2 separate regions of the Pan troglodytes genome follow, and region 1 is linked to region 2. A link is a contact called in public HiChIP or PLAC-seq data. All regions are on one chromosome and are shown on one strand. The core of a region is the stretch at or near the end of the contact, and the rest is flanking DNA. Distances in the headings are between cores, read along the strand shown. Region 1 holds the start of CDCA3 (cell division cycle associated 3). Region 2 holds the start of PTMS (parathymosin).

What was found. HiChIP or PLAC-seq counts read pairs in DNA pulled down with a chosen protein or histone mark.
Region 1: a contact with region 2 is called in an H3K4me3 HiChIP or PLAC-seq map of stem cell-derived excitatory neurons, with 2.4 times the contacts expected there. The contact joins the promoter of CDCA3 here to the promoter of PTMS in region 2. A contact is called at or near these places in 1 of 7 Hi-C or Micro-C datasets (stem cell-derived neural progenitor cells) and 1 of 1 datasets of contacts at active chromatin or transcription factors (stem cell-derived excitatory neurons).

The regions. Positions count from the first base shown.
Region 1 is chr10:14,031,673-14,036,179 of NHGRI_mPanTro3-v2.0_pri, forward strand. It overlaps CDCA3 (cell division cycle associated 3), which reads right to left and starts at 2,854. Exons shown (of 5, transcript NM_001280444.1): 1 at 1,681-2,854; 2 at 1,315-1,444; 3 at 420-713; 4 at 178-284; 5 at 1-53. The coding sequence starts at 1,800. It overlaps USP5 (ubiquitin specific peptidase 5), which reads left to right and starts at 2,185. Exons shown (of 20, transcript XM_016922860.3): 1 at 2,185-3,138. The coding sequence starts at 3,028.
Region 2 is chr10:13,946,259-13,950,618 of NHGRI_mPanTro3-v2.0_pri, forward strand. PTMS (parathymosin) reads left to right here and starts at 2,218. Exons shown (of 5, transcript XM_016922858.3): 1 at 2,218-3,054. The coding sequence starts at 3,010. MLF2 (myeloid leukemia factor 2) reads right to left here and starts at 3,514. Exons shown (of 9, transcript XM_063786254.1): 1 at 3,445-3,514.

The DNA of each region.
Region 1 (4,507 bases), core at 1,604-4,103, 86 kb after region 2:
GCTCCTTCCTTTAGTTCACTAACATTTTCACTTAGGGGTGAAGGCCGCTTACCCTGAAAACGGCAGTGTATGAGTTGGGGGGAGTTGCTGTTCAGAAGAGGGAAGATCTGGGTAAAAGGGTCTCCCACCCTCTACGTTGGATATCCTAGTAACAGCTTGCACTTTCTCTTCCTTTACCTGTCGTAGTGTCAGGGTGCCAGGGGAGTTGTCATCCTGCAGGATGGTGAGGGGGGATCTCCCTAGTACCTTGCTGCTGTTTGGTTTCCATCTATTGCGCATAGAACCTGGGGTGGGTAAGGCGTTAAAGCAAGGACCCAAAACTAGGACTTACAGTTTATTCCTCCCACACTCACCCATGGACCTTATCCCAAAACATTATCCTAGTTTATCTTCCCTGCATCTTGCCTTAGATTCTGTACCTGAAGATCTGGGAGTCTCAGGGTCCCTTGAGGGCTTGTCGGAGCTCTGGCTGGCCACAGGGGTTTCTGTGGGCTGTCTTGCTTCCTCCTTGGAAAACACCTGTTTGGAGGGGAACTCAGTCTGGTTCCAAGGTGGCATCTGTTCCTCAGCAGATAACTGGGTACCCAGAGGCAAGTCCAATTCAGAAGATAAAGGTGCCTCTGGGGGCAGAACAGGCTCTGGGGGAAGATTTGATTTAGAGTCTTCAGTTTCAAATACTTCACTCAGCTGTTTCACCAGTGGGCTTGGGGGGTCTAGAGGAAGAAAGTGAAGTGAACAGTGACCTTCTGATACACAACATTCAGCAAGGAGCAAAACATACAGAAACCCAGGACTCATGCCCAGGAGGGTGAGCAAGTGGGAAGAGAGAAATCAAGGAAATCAAGGTGAAAGGGAGCAATTTTTTTTTTTTGAGATGGGGCTTGCTCTGTCCCCCAGGCTGGAGTGCAGTGGCGTGATCACAGTTCACTGCAGCCTTGACCTTGTGGGCTCAAGCAATCCTCCCACTTCAGCCTCCTGAGTAGCTGGGATCACAGGCCCATGCCACCGTGCTTTTGTGTGTGTGTGTGTATGTGTGTGTATTTTTTCTAGAGATGGGGTTTTGCCATGTTGCCTAGGCTGGTCTTGAACTCCTGGGCTCAAGCGATCTGACCACCCCGGCCTTCCAAAGTGCTGGGATTACAGGCATGACCCACCGCACCCAGGCTGGGAACAAAATATTGAGATAAGAGTGAGATGGGTCCGAAGCAGGAGGATGGAGGCCCCTTTAAGGAACCCTGAGAGAATGGCTTCATGGACCCTACCCAAGAATAATAGATGACAGCTTCATCAGCATTCCCTGGGCCCAACACTTACCTCCACTGCTGGTCTTCATAGGTGTCCGTGCAATACCAAGAGTAGGAGAGCGGGGATCTGAGTCCTGGGCATGTTTAAGACCCTCCAGTTGCTCCCCTGCTGGTAGGCCTGGCTGTGGAGAGCTCTCCACCTGTCAAGACCATAGGCTAGAACAAGTCTGGGCCCTGACTCTTCTCTCCTCTCCTCCCCATATTCCAGGAAGGAATTGCCAAGGCCCTCAGATATCCAGCCTACCCCACACAGATTGAGATTGCAGAAAATAAGGCTAGGATAAGGGTGGGGGCATGACGGCTCTCTCAAAATCAGGTTAGGAAGAGACCCAAGAATTCAGACATTCTCTGCCTTTCCCACGCTGGCCCAGAGTACCTGGATGGGAGTGCGCAGGATGCCAGCACTAGGTGAACGGGGGTCCGCCACTCGAGCCAGATGCTTGTTGTGCGGCGGAGGCGGCGCTGGTGTGACTGGGACGCTCTTGGCTGAGCCCATCTCCACCAGGAGTTGCAGGGTGGGGGCAAGGGCCAGCCCGGGACGAGGAGGGAATGCCTGTGAGAAGTGACTCAGGTCTCAGCCCTTATCTCTTCCACGTCGGACCTTCAACCCTAAACCACCCTGTCTTCCCAGTTTCCAGTGAAGAAACTTCCTGGCGAGGGACCAGAGGCCTCTGCGGAGTTAATGACTGCTGCAGCTGACAAAATGGCTCGTTCTGGGCCTGCTGAGCCCTCTAACTTATTTATTAAATTATTCAAATCACTTACCGGGCCCCAATTCCACCTCTGGATGCACAACAGCTCGTGGCTCAACTCCCGAAGTTACCAGTTTCAAACTTCCCGCCACGCCCCCTGCCCTGACCCTATTGGCTGAGCCGACGTAGTTCCCATAGGCCCTCCACGTAAGACCCGCCTCGAGCCAAAGGAAGCTGTTGGTCTGGGAGAACGTCTATCATGGTGACTGTGGGTGTCAATGGACTGATGCTAGGCTTGCCCAGGGGTGACGCCTCCTTGATAAGGGTACTTCTGTTCAGTATCTGCCTGCGAGCCGTCCGTGGCAGACTGAGGAGTGCCAGTCTTCGCTTTTGAGACGTCTAGTCTCAAGAACGAATTATTAAACAAAATAGAATCATGAGTGATTACACTATTATGCGCACATCCAGCTGGAGTTGTGATGGTTTTCCCGAGGCGAGCGATAGTAGCTTTATTGGTTGACAGCTGTATCAGTCACTCGACACAACCCCCTCAAGCTCCGCCTCACTGGATACCCCCTTTTCAAATACCAAGACAACTGTCCCTCGACCTTCCGACCGGACAGGTCCCCAGGAAACTTTCTGGAATTGAGAGGCCTAAAACAACCGTCAGTTCCTGCTCTTCAATAGAAGGCACGCGAATGGACTCTAAGGGTCCCAGAGCCGGAGCAGCTGCGGAGCCGCAGCAGCTGCAACCCCGAAGCCCACCTAGCTGCTCTACGTGCGCTCCCGCCCTGGAGGAGTGGGATTGGTTCTTTCAACCATCAATTGCCTTAGGAGCGCTTCTCATTGGCGTCAGTCAAGCGCGGGGCAGGGGCGGAGCACCGGCAGGCAGGCTCCGTCCAACTGCCATTCTCGCGCGTCGTCTCCGCGGCGCATGCCCCTAACGAGTGGCGCTCATTGGACGGGAGGGGCAGGGGAGGGGACTGGGAACGGTGGGAGCCGCCGTGTGTGGAGAAGCTGCTGCCGGTGTCATGGCGGAGCTGAGTGAGGAGGCGCTGCTGTCAGTATTACCGACGATCCGGGTCCCTAAGGCTGGAGACCGGGTCCACAAAGACGAGTGCGCCTTCTCCTTCGACACGCCGGTAAGCCCATTCCCCACGCCCGCAACGAGCACGACTTCCTTCCATCGCCCTGGTCATTCCACTGGGGCCTGCAAGGCTTGGGCTACCGCCTCCCTGCGATGCACCATGGGACTTGTAGTCTCCCACGCTCCACTCTGCCGTTGCCTTTCATTAACTGCGGCTGTCGTGTGACTACCGTCCCCGGAAGCCGCCGCGCTCACCTCTCCGGCTCCCCGCTTCGTGGAGCACTGTGGGCATTGTAGTCACTCACTGCCTTCGTTGCCGTTCTAAGCTAGGGGCGCAGCCCGACCGTCGGACTACATCCCCCAAGTGGACCCTTGAGAAAACCTGGCAGTCGGCCTTGTCTGCCGCGCACGGCTCTCCGGGTTTTGTAGTCTCGTGTAGGAGTGATGGGGACGACTCCCCACTGTTCTCGGCCGGGGTTGGAGTTGGGGGGTGGGGACCGCAGTTCCTAGGCGGTTAATAGTCTGGGAGTGGACTCTCAAGAAGTCCGGTTCTGAGAAAGGCAGAGAGCCTCCACCCCGTGGTTAAAACAGACAGGAGGCGGGGAGGGGAGGAAAGAGGAGAGGAAAGCTCTAGTCGTTTCTCCTTTGAAGTGAGCAATGGCCGCAGCCCCCACCCTTCCCCCGCCCCCCAGCCTATCACGGACAGCTGAGATAACCCCTTTTAAAGTATTCCTAGAGAGGTGGTTTCTTTCTCGGAGGATGCTAAGGCCTCTTTCCCATCCCGCTCCTACTCTTGGCTAGTTACACAAAGCCACCTCCCACACCATGCTTCACGTTTTGCAGGCTCCACCTGGTACCTCCCTTCCTGCAGTTCTGCCTTCCCTATGTCACCCTCAAGCCAAGGCCCTTTGGGGCCTGAACTGAGAAGGCAGCAGCTTGGTTGGGATCCGCCCCCCTCACCACCCCTCCCCTCAAGCTGCTGTGCCCTGCCCAGTGTATTCTGCCAGACCAGCTCATGGCCTGAAAACTGCAAGTCAGAGTGGAAAGCCTTCATTACTGCATCACCAGTACTGAGTAGAACAGCATGATGTGAGGCCCAGTTCAGGATCATCACTGTGATTTGTGGTTTGCTTGGTTTGCTAGGCTTTGATCTGGGCCTCAGACAATGTGCTGCTTCTCTGAAGTCTGGCTTTGGCAGAGGTAAAAGAGCACTGCGCGGAGCAGAGCTCCGGGGTTCCCAATCCTTGGTGAAATCAGCATCTTTAATTTCCAACAGAGGAGTTTAATCACTTCAGAGCTCCCACATTCTTCCCAGGAGGGAAAGGTTTTTCTTAAATTACCAGCAGGTGGTAGAAGTCAGTGGGTCCCTCTTTACACTTTTATTCACTCCTGTCTCTCTCCTTAGTAACTGCTTTGAATAATCC
Region 2 (4,360 bases), core at 968-3,467:
GAAATAGTTCCACAGAGAAAAGCAAACACAGGCCATTTAGCACCGTTGGCCCCAGAGGCTCTGAGGCTAACCCCTAGGACTGTCGGGTGGCTTTCAGATCCCACTCACTCCACATTCATCCCAAGTCTCACTTCCAGCTTCTTTCTCATGAAGCCAAGACTTCAGAAGACTGGTTTGTTGTCCAACCAGAGAGAGATGGCTAAAGGATGCTTCATCCACCAGGAAAGGAATTCGATCCAGGCCTCCAGCTTTCTAGATCTTTTCCCTGGGGTCCCTCGGACCCTAGTGTTCAAGCTCTTAGATTCTCAAGGCACTCCCTTGGGCTTTGGGGCAGGATTCCCATTCTCTGCCTCTCCATCTCTCTGGAATTTTCCACTGCAGCTGCCTCTGCTCCCAGACACCCCTCCCTGGGCAAAATTCCCGGCTCCCTCCGCCTCCCCTTCCCTAATCACACCTCATTCCCACCCCCAGCCCTGAGGCCCAGCCCACAGTCCGGCCCACAGCCCACGCTAACCCTGGTGGTCCCAGTTAGAGAAGTGGGAGGCCAGGTCCCTTATGGAAGGGTGAGAGGGAGTGTCCCAGCCTCTCTTTAGGGCGGGGAGAAGGGACACTGGAGGGGCCGGTCCCCTGTGGGGCTGGAGTTGGGGGAGTGGCCCTCCTCACATCCCCATATAAGGCAGGGCAAGCAGTTAGGCTTCTGGATTGGCTGATTCAAATGAGCATTCCACCTGGCAACAGGGTTTCTATTGGCTATCAGGAAAAATAGGAGGAAGGTGGATGGAGGTTGTTGGTGGCGGTGATTGGAGGGGGGAGGGGAGTGGAGGTGACCGGAGTGGGGGGCGGTTACCAGGGCAACAGGGTAAGAGCCCAGCAGGGTGTCCGAGACAGCAGGCGGGGCTGGGAGGTGGAGTGGAGGGAAGAGGAAAGGAAGGCGGGAGGGAGAGGAAAGAGCCTGATGGGGAGGGAGCGAGACTGGGAGACTGGGTTGTTGGGGGGGGGGGGAGTAGCAAAGGATCGAGGAGAGGGAGATAAATGAAGCAAGAGGAGTACAGAGATGGAGACGGTGAGAGACGGCTGAAGACATCAGCCAGTGAGTCAGAGAAACAGATTGAGAGAGGGACATGGAAAGATCTCAGAAAAGATGGACAGAGTCCGGCAAGGAAAAATCCTGGATGGGGCCCCAAGATTTTTGAGGAGACTGAGACTGAAATATTGATAGAAAAGTCAGAAAGAGAAACTGGGAGGCGTGTACATCAAGGGACCAAAAGATGGTGTATTTAAGCACTCAAACACAAAATAATGATAATGATCATCAACGTAGTTTTTTATTAATAAAATGAAAATAAGATGAGGAATAATGATAATGACAGACAAATATGGGAGTGCACGCACACCAAAGGTCTTTTTCCAAACCCCAGCCTTCCACTCTGTCCACCTTCCTGACCTTTAATACACAACCCAGCCCCTGTTCCCTTCTGAAATCCCAAGCTTTTCAAAATGACTCAAAGATACCGAGATTGAGGGCGAGGAGCTGAGGATGTGTGGAATAGGGTGGGGCTGGAACTCCAGACCTGGACCTGTATTATATTTGCAAAGGAGGCAAATATAACCCAGAAAGGCTAGGGAAGATGGCAGCAGAGGAATGAGAAAAGCTAAAGGATGGAAAATGTAAAAAATGAGGACAGAAAGAGGAGTTGAGGAAAGCCAGCCAAGAATAGAGGGCCAGGTGCCTGACTCAGATAAGACAAGAGCAGGGTTGTCTGGGAAAGATAGGGAAAGAGACCAGAGGTGGAAGGGCAGAAGAGAGTCAGTGAGGAGTGGAGAAGAGGTGAGAGAAGAATGGGAGCGATTCGAGTTATAATTGGTTGTGAGGGAGGGGTCTAGGTACAGATGACTGAGGACGGATGAAGAGAAATAGAAGGACCAGGCGAATAAAAGTGAGGTGAGACGGGCGAATAAGAGAGGTAGAAGATGGAAGAGAGCTGGAAGACAGCAAAGGAGACCAGGGGGCCTGACTCCCCCCGGCTCACAGCACGGGGCCAGGAAGGGAGGCACCCGGCAAGGGTCACAAGTGTCAATCTGGCGGGACAGAAGGCTGGGCCGCCCTTTCTGCCCTCCCACCCCTCCTCAAGGCCATCCAGAGAATGTGGATGGAGGATGAGAGGGGGAAATCCGGCGTGGTGTGGAAGGAGCGCCCGAACCCTCTTCCTCTTCTTTAAGCTTTTGGTTTCTCAAATACCTGCCCTATCTTCCCATCTGCTCCCCTCACCCCACCCCTTGGCAAAATCCCAGGGCTTTTTTTGGGGTCAGTAGGATTCTGGCCACCTCTCCAGTCCGCCCCCAAAAGCCAGACTCCACATTCGCAGGCAGTAGGTTGGGATTTGGAAAGGTGCCTCCCCGCAGGAACCCCACCCCTTCCCACCTCCTCGCCCCACTCTTTCTCCGCGGCCGTCAGTCTCTCCATTTCCCCCTCCTGGTCTCGTCCTCCCTCCCGACTCCCTAGCTCTCCCTCCCCTCGCTTTCATCCTCCTATCCCCACCTCTCCAACCTCCTCTTTCATCCCCCTCCCCTCTCCTCTCCTCCCCGCTCCCGCCTGCCCCACCCCTGGGAAGCCCCTCCCGTCGGGCAGCGCCGCCTTATAAGCGGGTTCCCTTCCCGGGGGCGGCAGCGGCTGGTCGGCGGCAGCTCTGCTGGTGCGGGGGCGGCGAGCCCGGGATCGAGCTACCGCGGCCGAGCGCGCCGGCCACTGCCTGCACCGCCCTTCCGCCCGCCCTCCGGACGGCCGCAGCCCTGCGGGTCTCCGCTCCAGACCCACCCCCGCCCCACCCCGCGCGCCTCTGCCGCCTCTTCCAGAGACCCAGCTTGCCGAGCGGCCGCCGCTGCCGCTGTCGCCGCCGCCGCCGCCACCGCGCCAGGTTCCGGCCGCGGCCACCCTCCGCCGTCCAGGGCCCCTCCGTCTTGGCCCCGGGACCCCGGCTCCCCGCCAGCCCCGGCCCCGGCCCCGGCACCATGTCGGAGAAAAGCGTGGAGGCAGCGGCCGAGTTGAGCGCCAAGGTACGGGCGGGGGCGGCGGCGGCCCGGACCTCGCGCAGCCCTGGGGCCCGGCGCGGTCCTTCGCCCCAGGCCGCCACCGACGGCCCCGCGCGGCCTTTGCGCCCGGGTCCTGGCGGACCCCACTGCGCCCTCCCACCGCTCCCCGGCCCGGAGCTCCTTTCCCGGCTCCGCGCGGCTAGCGCCAGCGCCCTCTAGCTGCCCTGCGCGCACCACGGCGTCCGGCCTCGCCGCTCCGGTCGCGCCGGCCCCCGCAGCCGTCCCCACCCCTCTTCGGCCCCACCTCGCTGACCGGATCCCGTCCGGCTTCCCGTCCGAACGCCCCGAGTCTCACTTTGCCGCGCCCCCTCCCTGCGCCCCGCTGCCGCGTCTTTCCTTGCAACCTGACCTCACCTTTCCTCGCTAAGCGGTTTGAGATCCTCAAGTGTAAACAGGACTCTCCCTGGAGGCTGCTCCTCCGGGCCCCTCCCCGCGGCCCGACCGTCGCTCGCTTCTCTCCCCGGACGGCGGCCGCCTCTGTTTTCTCGTTCCCTCCCCTCAGCTGGCTTTCAGCTTTCTTTTCTCTTCATCGTCCCCTTCCCGCATACACACTGAAAGAATCTCTAATTCCTAAAAATTAGAAGCGGGGCAGGACTAGCCTTCGAAAAAGCCGAGGCTGGGCATTGCATGGCATTGCGTCGAGCTGTCCTCGCCCTCATCAGCTCCCTTCCCCGGCCCCATCCGTTCGCCCTTGCCTCTCTTCCAGCCTTCCTCTAATTTCCCCAGGGAACCTGCGGAGTGTCGCTTTGGGAAATTAACGCGGCCGGGGTTTGGGGGCTGGGAGCCCTATCTTGTGTGTGTATGTGTATGGCGGGGTGGGGGGGGGGGGCGCGGTGGTTGCTGAGGGGCCGTCACACAGGTCTCCCGGAGGCCCGCGGAGTGAAACGGGGGGAGCCAATGGGATTAACGGCGGTGGGAGAGGGGCTGTGTGCGATCTGCCAAGGTGCGCCCGTGTGGCCCTCCGGCGGGCTGTGCGGTGGCATGTGACTTCACTGAGTAGGTGTCTTTGTATGTCTGAAATCCAGCGAGTGTGTGGGACTGCCCGTGTCAGTTACATGTGTGCATGTGGAGACGTAGATGTTCTGGAGCCATGTTGTCGCTTTGTGAGTGCTGAGTGGCTCCGCTGTGCTCCCGTGCTGTCTCAAGAGTGTGGACCAGAATGGCCCAACGCTGGGCCATGTGTCTCCCATCGCGTGGGTGCTCCTCTCTAACTGTGTCTGTGCATGGCTGTCGGCCGGTGTCGGTGTGTGTGCCTGTGTTGAGTAAATGA